Regions from separate parts of the Mus musculus genome. Here region 1 is linked to region 2. The links are chromatin contacts, called in public HiChIP or PLAC-seq maps. All regions are on one chromosome and are shown on one strand. Each heading gives the region's core, a stretch centred on a gene start, on an enhancer-like site or on the middle of the called end of the contact. The rest is flanking DNA. Distances are from core to core; before and after follow the strand shown. Region 1 holds the start of Cops4 (COP9 signalosome subunit 4). Region 2 overlaps Lin54 (lin-54 homolog (C. elegans)).

Evidence for each region. HiChIP or PLAC-seq counts read pairs in DNA pulled down with a chosen protein or histone mark.
Region 1: an H3K27ac HiChIP or PLAC-seq map of embryonic stem cells shows a contact between it and region 2, with 7 read pairs. The contact joins the promoter of Cops4 here to the enhancer-like site in region 2. A contact is called at or near these places in 6 of 39 promoter capture datasets (the C10 cell line, cranial neural crest, embryonic stem cells and 3 more), 1 of 15 datasets of contacts at CTCF or cohesin (CD8 T cells), 5 of 484 Hi-C or Micro-C datasets (CD4 T cells, the HPC-7 cell line, Th1 cells and 1 more), 4 of 115 datasets of contacts at active chromatin or transcription factors (the HPC-7 cell line, the SCID.adh cell line and embryonic stem cells) and 3 of 9 other capture datasets (adipose tissue, liver and pancreatic islet).

What each region holds. Positions count from the first base shown.
Region 1 is chr5:100,516,978-100,522,657 of GRCm38.p6, forward strand. It overlaps Cops4 (COP9 signalosome subunit 4), which reads left to right and starts at 1,332. Exons shown (of 10, transcript NM_012001.2): 1 at 1,332-1,573. The coding sequence starts at 1,500.
Region 2 is chr5:100,474,625-100,479,991 of GRCm38.p6, forward strand. Lin54 (lin-54 homolog (C. elegans)) reads right to left here. Exons shown (of 13, transcript NM_172714.4): 4 at 1,065-1,207. Among named protein-coding and RNA genes, the nearest start is that of Lin54, 23 kb to the right of the region's middle. Within about 2 kb of position 1,892, at least 15 of the 459 cell types and tissues checked have an H3K27ac peak or open chromatin away from gene starts, as enhancers often do. A contact at or near this core is called in the HPC-7 cell line, Th1 cells and embryonic stem cells, where this site is marked.

The sequences.
Region 1 (5,680 bases), core at 82-2,581, 42 kb after region 2:
GAACAATAGATGAAAATCAGCATTGTCTGAACAAAGTGGTATGTATAACCAACACTTTAAAAAGATACAGGGTGTATCAAGGAATGCACATATATAGTCCAAAGGTATATGTGTATGTGTGTGTGTGTGCACATTAATCTGTATTACATCTTAGAGCTTTGTGGGACAGGGTCTCTAGTAATCCCAGCTGGCTTCCAAGTCGATAGGATCAGGGGTATAGACTTGAACTCCTGATTCCCTAGCCTCCACTTCTGGAGTGCTAGTATTACGGTGACCACCATGAAACCTAGCTATTTATTTGTTTATAAGGGGAATGTGCCAAAAGCAGTCCACTATGATCATAAACTGTGCAGTTGAGTTTCCTCCCAAGTGGAAAAAACGCAGACATCGGCACACTTAGATGCCAGTGACTCATCGTGGGAGGAGCATATTCTTGATCGTGGTATACTCTTTCCCAGGTAAATGATCTGAAGAACCAGCCTGTCTCCATTTCAGACTTAAAAGCCATCTTATATAGTAAAGACAGATTAGGTTCCTTTCTGTTTACCATTAAACCTCTGTTCCAGACAAACTAGGTTCTTTCTTGTTTATGACTAAACCTTTGTTTGTCAGACATTGGGCTATTCTCCACCTGTAACCTTAACTACAAAATGTTCTGCACTGCCTGTTCCAGGAATAGAAGTCATGTCTTTGCTTCAAGAAGTGGTTTATAACCACCTTGGAGCCTTATCTGCTGCATAGGTTCCATGACCACCTATGACTACCTTGTTATGGCTACCTGTTGTGTTACCTTGTTTTGCTCGCCGCCTAGTTTGCCCGCCAAATCTCCGATATGGAACCCCTTACCCCTGAGCTATAAACACCTTGTCTTCCTTGAATCCAGGGCTGACCTACTGAACTCCACCTTAGGGGAAGGCAGCTTGTGTACACGAATAAAAAAGCTTGCTTTCATGGATTGCTTGTTGTAATTTGTTGTAAAATGATGATTTGGGTCTGTTGTATTTTTCCTCTTATCTTTGGAATTGACATTCCGTGTGTGTGTGTTGGTTGGTTTTTGTTTCTTTTTTCTTCAGTGTTGGACTATAGTGAATTGGAAGTAACTCTTTACATAGGTCGTTTAAGTGATGCCTTAAAGAACGGAGCGGAGAACGATAATAATCAGTCCCGGAACTTAGGGAAAACGTCGTCCTTTGACTTGCCGGGCCTTTACTGAAGTTGCACAAAGTACACGCCCTCAAGTTCTTCAGCCAATCCCAGGTCGGAGCGTGAGCGCCTGCGTCTCTCGGGAGACCTGGGCGGTCCTCAAACCGGAGGAGAGGAGTCTGGTGTCACTCAACTCGGAGGGCGGAGCTAATTCCTGCTCCCCTATCCGGCGCTCTGGCCCACAGAGACGCTGCTCTATGGCACCTCGCGTCCCCTCTGCCCGCCTCCTGGAGGACCACGCTCGTTTTCTTCTTGGCAGCGAGAGGTCCCGCAGCCGTGGCTGAGCTGGAGGAAAGATGGCGGCTGCCGTGCGACAGGATTTGGCCCAGCTCATGAATTCAAGCGGCTCTCATAAAGATCTGGCGGGCAAGTGAGTATTTCTTAGGAGTACAGAGGTAGGAAGGAAGCCGCAAGTTTATCTTCCCAGAGGCGACGGGCGCTCCGGGGCGTGAGGCTCGAGCTAGGCCTGACTCAGGGGGGCGGGCCTGAACTCGGCTGTGGCGGTAAATGTTGGGAGCAACAGAAAGCTGTAGGGACGGTATGCTGGGGTCCTGACCGTCCCAGGACCCCAGGTGGCTGCCAGCTTCTTAAGTCCTTGATAACGCCCTCTGCGGGTTCTTTTGGCTTCTGGAAGCGAGGTAAGAAAGATGACGGCTCGCCCGGCGGTGGGCGCCTTCCTTAGAGTCTCTTCGGCGAGCCCGACACACCGAGTTTGACTTCGGTTCGCTGCCGCCCCTGCCTTCGCCGTGTTGGAGGTAAATTTATATTCTGGACTTTGATGCAGACTTTTATTTCGAAGAGATGGCTTTCCAGGATTGATAGGGGCAGAGGAGGTATGGATGCTGTCATGTGGTCCAGAACTTCTCTCAGTTCATAGCGTGTGTGGGTCCTTATGTTCTGGATACTCGCAGTCTGTCACCAACTCTGGAGAAGAGAACACAGGCAGAATGTCCTCGGGCTCAGGATGTCTAGAACAGTGATATTTCCAGGGTCTGCTAAGGAATTTTGTCGAAACCTTAGGGTGCTTAGAGCCACGACAGGTCAAAAATTGGGACATGTTTCAGTCCCCTCAAGCAGTTGTTGAACAGCTGTAGTCTTCTTTGTGTAGATTTTTCACAGTTTTGCCTTCTAATGAAAGTATGCCTTCAATTGGCCCTAACATTTACACCTCACAGCTGAGGGCATGTTGATCTAATTAATGAAATATTCTTGCTCAAACCTGCACATTGAAATGGTGTGTGTGTTGTGTGGCCGCTGTGCTGGGCTTTTCTGTGTAGAAAGTACAGTCTACCTTATTAGTGGGAAATTTAGTTGTATAACCTGGGCTTAACTACATCATTCTTTATTTTTCCGCTTTAAAAAAATGGAAGGGTAATCGTGAGGCTTAGTCTTATCTGATTTCAAAATGAGCATGTGTCTATGTACTAATTACACTTCAATAACTGAGCACAGTCCCTGGTATCTGGAAAATGTCATAATGTTGTTATGAAGCAGTCAGTAAGTACATACGACTTATTCCAGGGGTTGGAAATAGTTCATTTATGTCTTCATCGTTTGGTTGTTTTTCCATGTATTAATACTTTTATAGCTTTGGATAGAAGTCAAACTAGCTTATGTATTCCCTTATATTTCCTTTGTTTTTTTCTCTCTTTATTACAGAAAATGTAAGTTCATTAATTATCAGCTAAGATGCAGGTGTTAGAACTTGAAAATCTTGTGGAACTTCATTACTATTTATCTCTCTAGCCCGGAATTAGAAATGAACAGTAGCATGTCTCCAATAGGGTGTTTCTTTTGCCTGTTGTAGCTAAATAAGTACACAATTGAGTAATATAAAAGTGACACCCCCCACCCCCCACCCCGGGATTCTGTATGTTGCCTGGCCTGTTTTCTTGATCTTACCTGGTTCAGTTACGCAGATTAATTTGGCTAGCAGATGCACTAGGGCTGGCCACGTGTAGATAGATACCTGGCAGTTGGCTGGATCTTTTATTCTCACTACATGGTTTAGCTTTGGCTTTTTTTTCTGGGACTTCCTGCATCAGAGTGTTCTAACAGGGTGAGAGTGGAAGCTGTAAGGCATAAGGCTAGTCTGACAAGTCTCACATCAGTTCTGTAATACCAATGAAAGCAAGTAGCGAGACCAGTCCAGATTCCAGGGGAAAGGAAATGGAATATATCACTAACTCTTTAGAAGCAAAGTGGTATTTTGCAGGAATATGAATGGAGGGTGGAGTGCCAGCCTACCAAGTGGATTTCCTTAAGAGGAAATGAAATACTTTGCTTGATAATGGATAGCCCATGCAGTGTTAGTTGGCACCCTCTCAACATTGCTTTCTTTCTTAAGAATTAGCTTATTATTTTTATTTATGTGTATGTGTGCCGTGTGTGCAAATGCCTATGGGTGTTCAAAGAGGGAGTGCATCCCCCTGAACCTGGAGTTACAGGTGGTGCTGAGCCACCTGGGTGGATGCTGGGAATTGAACTCAGGTCCTCTGGAAAAGCAGCAAGCATTCTGTTAACCACTGAGCCATCTCCAGGCTTCAGTGCTTTTTTTCTGAGGATATTCTTGGCCTTCCCTTTAGGTATTTACCTAGTACTATCTGGTAAGAATGTGTCAGAATTTACTTTCATAACAACACAGTTCTGCCAGCCACATACTTTATGATGTACATATGTCAACTCATCTGTTCGTTTATGGTTTTTATGTTGGGAACTGAGAAACAAAGGCTCTCACTTTAAGAAATTATAGAGTACAAGATTTCTAATGCTGACACTTTCTGTTCCATGCAGTGTAGTGTTCAAGAATTGTTGGTTAAATCAGTGACAAGCCAAGGGCTAGGGTTGGGGGCATGACGTCTATTTGAACCCAGGTTTTTTTCAAAAGCTCACTTTTAACCATCCAGATCATATTGCCTCCCCTCCTCCTCCTCCTTCTCCTCCTCCTCCTCCTCCTCTTCTTCTTCTTCTTCTTCTTCTTCTTTTTTTTTTTTTTTTGGTTTTTCGAGACAGTGTTTCTCTGTATAGCCCTGGCTGTCCTGGAGCTCACTTTGTAGACCAGGCTGGCCTCAAACTCAGAAATCCGCCTGCCTCTGCCTCCCAAGTGCTGGGATTAAAGGCGTGCGCCACCACCGCCCGGCTACCTCTCTTCTTAAAAGCTCATTTAGACATGCTTTCTGATTAGCTAAAGTTAGTATAAGAAACTAGCCATATAAATAGCATTTTGTTGTGGTTGTTGTTGCAGATATAGACTGCTTTTTATATATGATATATATTATATGTGGGTTGGGTTTTTCTTGTTTTTTTGTTTTGTTTTTTTTAATCTCTTACAAAGTTTAGAAGAGCAGACTGGAGCAATAGCCTGGCTAGTAGGAGCACTGACTGTTCTTCCTGAGGACCTGGGTTCAGTTCCCAGCATTCACATGGTGGCTCTCAACCATTTATAATTCCAGTTCCATGGGATCCAATGCTCTTTTCTGACCTCTGAGGGCACCAGACAAACCCGTGGTGCACAGACACACATGCAGACAACACATACACATAAAAGTAATTACATTTTTTTTTTCAAGAAAAGTTCTAGAAGCCAGGTGAAGGCCTTTGATTCCAGTACTTGTGAGTTGGAAGCAGGTCGGTCTCTTTGAGTTCCAGGGCAGCCAGGCTATATAAAGAGACCCTATCTCAAAAAATCCAAAACTCAGAACAAAAAGCCCCCAGACTTTGAGAAGAGGAAGAGAGACTGGAGAAGGAGCCTGCGAAGGTGATTGTTGTGACAGCCTGGCTGACTTAGTTGGCGAGCCTGCTTGGTTCTTCAACATTTGATTCAGATGCGACCTCCTGGAAACCTGCTCCTCATGCGCACACTCAGGCGAGCACAGCATCCTCACATGGCAGCTGGCTAGTGAGCTTCCTGTGCACAGCTGGAGCCTACTTTCTCGTGGACAGAGATTAGGTTGTTTTGTTCATTTCTTCACTTCCCTGACCAGAATTCAATTTTTAAAAAATGTTACTTCCTTGAGGGCACGAGTGTTAGGTCTTTGTTGAATCCATCTTATGGAAATCTGACCTTTAAGACTTCCTCCTCCCAGTTCTAAAGTATGGATGGTGTCCGGAGGAGGCTGGGGGCTTTGCAGTTTAAACATTTATCTTTTGTTTGTTTGTTGTTTTGAGACAGAGTTTCTTGTAGCCCAGACTAGCATCCAACACTATAGCCCAGGATGGCCTTAAACTCCTTCCAAACTGTGCTTCAGACTCCCCAAATCTGGGTTTACGAATGTGCCCTGCCAGGATCTGCTAACATTTTATAAGTTGTTAGTTATAGAAGACTTCTTAGTAATAGAAGGCCTTTGCTTACCAAGACTTATTTTTTCAGAAGGAAGAAAAATAAGATTGTACTGTGCTCTAGTGAGGTAGACATTGGATTAGAACTTTCTGTTAATGGAGGAATAGAAGTCGTCAGCATTCACACCCGTGTCTGCAG
Region 2 (5,367 bases), core at 642-3,141:
ACGTCCAATGTGGTTTTATTTATGAATAGCTACAAATCAAGGAGGGAGCTGACAAGGAGATGGTGTATTTCCAGACACACAGGGTGGCGTCTAACAGAAAAAAAAAGTTGTGACTTTTATAATATACCTGCTTTGTATGCTTTTCTACGTTGGCATAATGATAATTGTGAGTCTCAGGGAAGTAAGTTAGACACTTGCCTCGTTTACACTGAGAGTGTGCTTAGCATGCCTGACATCCTTTTCCAGTCTTCAGTGTTACCCATCGGGAGCTGGCATTGCCATACATAGTTACTTTAGCATGTTACACTATAAACTCACGACATCTGTTTATTATTACCCAAATAGTAATATTGCTAAATACTAACTGAAGAGTAACTAACTACATCATATATATCCTTCACTAAAAACTTGTATTTATATTCATACAGGCCATAAAAGTCACCAATGATCACTCTGTTGCCAAGTGTTTGAAGTAAAATCTTCACTAGCCAAAACCCCTTGCTTGTGGCTGAGAGCAGAGGTCAGTGGTAGAGCACTTGTCAAAACCCCGGTACCAAACAAACTAATAAACAAGGCTGGAGCCAGGCATGGTGGCGGCGCACGCCTTTAATCCCAGCACTCGGGAGGCAGAGGCAGGTGGATTTCTGAGTTCGAGGACAGCCTGGTCTACAAAGTGAGTTCCAGGACAGCCAGGGCTACACAGAGAAACCCTGTCTCGAAAAAACAAAACAAAACAAAAAAAAAAACAAAAAAACAACAACAACAAAAAAAAACAAGGCTGGGAGTCCTGGATCATCATGCCTAGAAACCACACTGGGGAGGCAGAGGCAGGAGGATTTTAGGTCCTAGGCCACCCAAGGCTACACAGTAGAGTCAGTCCTAAACAAACCAACAAGCAAAAAAAAAAAAAAAAATTCTGATTAGTAAATTAATCCTATATTCACCAAGTACCTATTGATAACTGCTTAGGGATATATGAAAACTAAAGTACTTGAAGTTACTTGTAAGACAATAAAAGAATCAATCACAATATTTGGCATTTGGGGCTCATTTTCTTTTTTTACCTTATTTGGCGACTTCAAAGGTGAGATGGCTATCTTATTTGGTGTCTGTGTTGTCGAATTTAAAGTTGATCCAATCACACCACTTTCTGATATTGTTATAGTCTTTGATGGAGTTCCAGGAGTAGACTGTGAAAGAACCCTACCTGCAAATGAGAGGGAACCCGTCAGCTGAGGAGTTTTAGTAATAGTTAAAAAAATTTACACAGTGATGATCTCTCTATATAAGGATTTTAGTTTCATATATATCAATATATGACTTTAGAGACACCAGTGTGACCCTAATGAATGATAGGGACCACCAAACAAAGCTTCTTAATAATACCTAATACTAGATTACCTAGCAGTGCCCCCTGAACCATAGTTAAGGTAATATCAATGAGAGAGAGAGAGAGAGCGCGCAAGTGAGAGCGAGCGCTTGGGACAACTCAGGACTTGGGCCCCAAGTTTTCTTCGTCTCTGTACTTTTACACTTACAACAGCTATCTTCCTATTTGAACTTAAATCATGTAGAGCAAAATTAAAACCAACAGTTCTGCAGGGAGGGCAGCTTGGTTGGCAGAGTGCTCGCCTCTCATGCAGGGAGCCATGAGCACCTCATAAACCAGGCAAGATAGGACACCTGAGGATCCAAGGACTTTCTCAGCAACAGAGGAACCAGCCAGGAATATGTAAGACTTATCTCAAAAAACAAAACAAAAATCATGCAGACCCGTACAAAACAGCTACTGAGGCCAGAGAGGTGGCTCCGTGGTTAAGATCACATGCTGTTCTTCCAGAAAACCAGAGTCAGCTCTCAATACCCACATCAGGAGGCTGCAGCTCTTTGTACTTCACCTCTAGGGATCTGATGCCCTCTGCTGGCCTCTGACCCAAACAAGTGACTGTACACAAACAATCAATGTCATTTTAAACATTTAAAAACTATTTTAAAGTAATTTTTAAATGTTTCTTTACGGAGTTGGGGGATGGCTCAGTGGTTAAGAGCACTGACTGCTCTTCCAGAGGTCCTGAGTTCAATTCCCAGCAAGCACATGGTGGCTCACAACCATCTGTAATGGGATATGATGCCCTCTTCTGGTGCGTCTGAAGACAGCTACAGTGTACTCATATACATAAAATAAATAAAATCTTTTTTAAAATTGAAAACAGCATAGTCAATAATAAAAACACTATTACTTTAAGTATTTAACATTTAAATTACTTCAGTTAAGCTGAGATTTAACAGTGCTATTTTATACTATTTAGGAACTACCATTAAAGTCACTAGTTATTGTGGTTACTGACACGCTAATGGTTGTTTTTAAAAATATACTTACTTATGGTATAGATTAAGGCTGAGATGTTTACAGGTAAATACTTACTATCAGAAATCGCTTTATAACAATACTCAGATGGAAGGGATGAAGGCTTATGAAATGAGACTGGTCAAGACCTAATGATTGTTCAAGCTGACTGAAGATGTAATCAAATTTCATTAAGTGAATTTCCTTAAAAAGTAAAAACTATATGCACATGTGTACGTGTTCACAGGTTTGCTGCCACAGGGTTACACCTCCAGCCTTGTGTGTGTCTAAGAATGGGTTTGTGCAAGTGAGTGCAGTGCCCTGGGGCCTAGGAGGGCGGGAGTTAGGGCCTATTGTGGGCTGCCATATGTGGATGCTGGAGCCAAGCTGCACTCTTACCCACTGAGCCACCTCTCCAAACTCTTGAAAAACTCTTACAGGCAATCTCAATTATTGAAGATAATTAATACTGGGGGGGGGGGGCACTTAAAATGAACTCAAAACAGAGCAAACATTCTGAAGCAAAGAACTGGCAGGATGGTTCCTCAGGGGCAAGTGCCTCCCACACACACCTGATGACCCCAGAAAGGAAGCAGACAAACAAACCCTCAAAGTTGGCCTTGATTTCCACACACCAACACAATAATCGTTTAAATTTTAAAGCAAATTATAAGTATGGAAGAAAACGAAAAAGCAGACTTCCTTCCTTCCTGCTTTTTATCTTACAAGGCGTCCCGTTTACTGTGTGTTGTGTTCCTTACCACAACAACGGCAGTGTGCTGCCGGCTGGCCACTGTGAGCTGGGGTTCCCTGGGAAACGAGTCTGCTGAGGGGGCCTTCCAGCCTTTAGACCAACTGGAGGTCATCCCCTTGCACTCAGGGGAGGACTAAAGTGAAAGCAGAAGCCCCTTATAGGAGCCGCGGACCTGTGAGCTACCCAGTGGGCCAGCTGAGGGGCTGTGAGGTGTGGAGCACCCTAAACTCAGGAACTGGACAAGATGGCCACATGGTCAGTGCCCCAGGGTGGGAATTAAGAATTGGTGCCAGGCGATGTTCCTGTTTGCAGATTTCACTGTTTTGGGGTAGAGGCCTAGGTTACTGTAGAGTAAACACTCTACAGTCTAACACTCTAGGCAAGTGCTTTATCACCAAGTCATGGCCCAGCCTACAAGCCTTATATTAAGGACTACTATTTACAATATTTAACGTCAGCTTGGAGTATGATGGTCTCATGCTTGAGGCTTTCCCTTCTCCCTCAGTGGAAAGTGATTCCATTTAATGACTAGGTCCCCTGGATCCCTCGCTGGGCTCGGGATACCCCAAATAGGCTCCATCTGTAAATGCGTCACTTCTTCCCGAGGTCTATTAAGGCTGCTGAGATAGTTCTGTGGGTAAAGGTGCCTGCGCCAGGCCTGAGGCAAAGACCCCAAACCCCACGTGGTGGGAGAGAGGAGACTGCCTCAAGTTGCCCTGTGAGCCCCACAAACCCTCGAAGGCACATCAGAGCTTACACTCAGCTTGCATTGGGATATTTCATGACACACTTGGAATCCAGGGGTTTGTTGTTGCTTTTGTTTTCTAGGGACTCTGCTAGATTTTCCTCTTATTTTTACTATCTCGTCATTTAGCGTGTTCCCAGTCTGGCTGTTCACAGGCCAGGTGCGTGTAGAAGTCAGATGACACCCTGGAGAGGTCAGGTCTTTCCTTCTTCTCTGTAAACTTAATACTGACAGGTCCAAGCCAAGAAATGAATCAAGCAAAGAATATTTTAAGCAAGGATGTGACAAGATCAAATCTGTACTTTAGAGAAATGAGGTATACATTGGTAAATCCATCTTCAATGAGAAATCTCCAATTAAGAAACAATCTTAACAGATTCTGAAAAAGCATCAGCTGCACTAGGGAGGCTGTATCAGCAGACCACTGTAAGGTCAAAAGCCAGCCCGGGCTATAGAATGGGCACCAGGCTAGTCAGGGCTATAGAGCAAGATCCTGACTCCCACCCCCTCTGCAAACTAAACTTAGTGCAAACAATCCTAGAGACAGAACAGATATTGAGCATTTTGTCTGCAATTACAAGGCAACGCCAGGACTAACTTGCAAAATGCCATAAATGACCCAACGACTGAACAACAACACCCATGACAGTAGTCCACGACAGTCAGGGAGAGCTGTACAGCTGGGGATCTTGTTGTTGTTTTCTATTAATGTAAACTGGTATCAAGGCCTGAGGCACAACCTTTCTACTGAACTACTACCATCCTAACAGAGCATTTGAAATCTACATATCTGAAGTGATACAGTTACCTGTAATGGTACATTTTAAAGTATATAACAAAAAGAAACTGGGTAGCATTAAGGTGAGTGCTGGTAGACACACTAAAGCTTAGATTCTGTTATATTTTGATAACAAGTATTTGATAATATGACAATTTCCCATTCATAAAGAATTTCATGTGAAGCCAGAGAAACTGGACTATGATTATTTTGTGTGTGTGTTTTTTAAGAATTATTTATTTACACTGCCACTGTCTTCAGACACACCAGGAAAACAGATGAGATCCTGTTACAGATGGTTGTGGGCCACCATGTGGTTGCTGGAAATTGAACTCAGGACCTCTGAAAGAGCAGTCAGTGCTCTAACAACTGAGCCATCTCTCCAGCCCCACTTTTTTGTGCTTTTATAGGTTTTGTTTTTTCAATGTATGAATCTGTGTTTTTCTTGTGCTTCCTCTTTGTTGTCTTACTCTTTGTCCTGGTTAGCCTATTTGTTTTCTAAGAGAGAGAAAAAAGACTGGAGTTGTGGGGAGAGGATCTGAGAGGACCTGAGTGGAAGGAGCTGGAGAGGAGCTGGGGAACCATGATCAAAATATAGTGAATAAAAAAAGATTTCAATAATTAAAAAAAAAAAAAGAGTACAAAACTCCAAACAAATAAGCTATAACTATTCTAAAACATTTTTTAAAGATTTATTTATTTATTATATGTAAGTACACTGTAGCTGTCTTCAGACACACCAG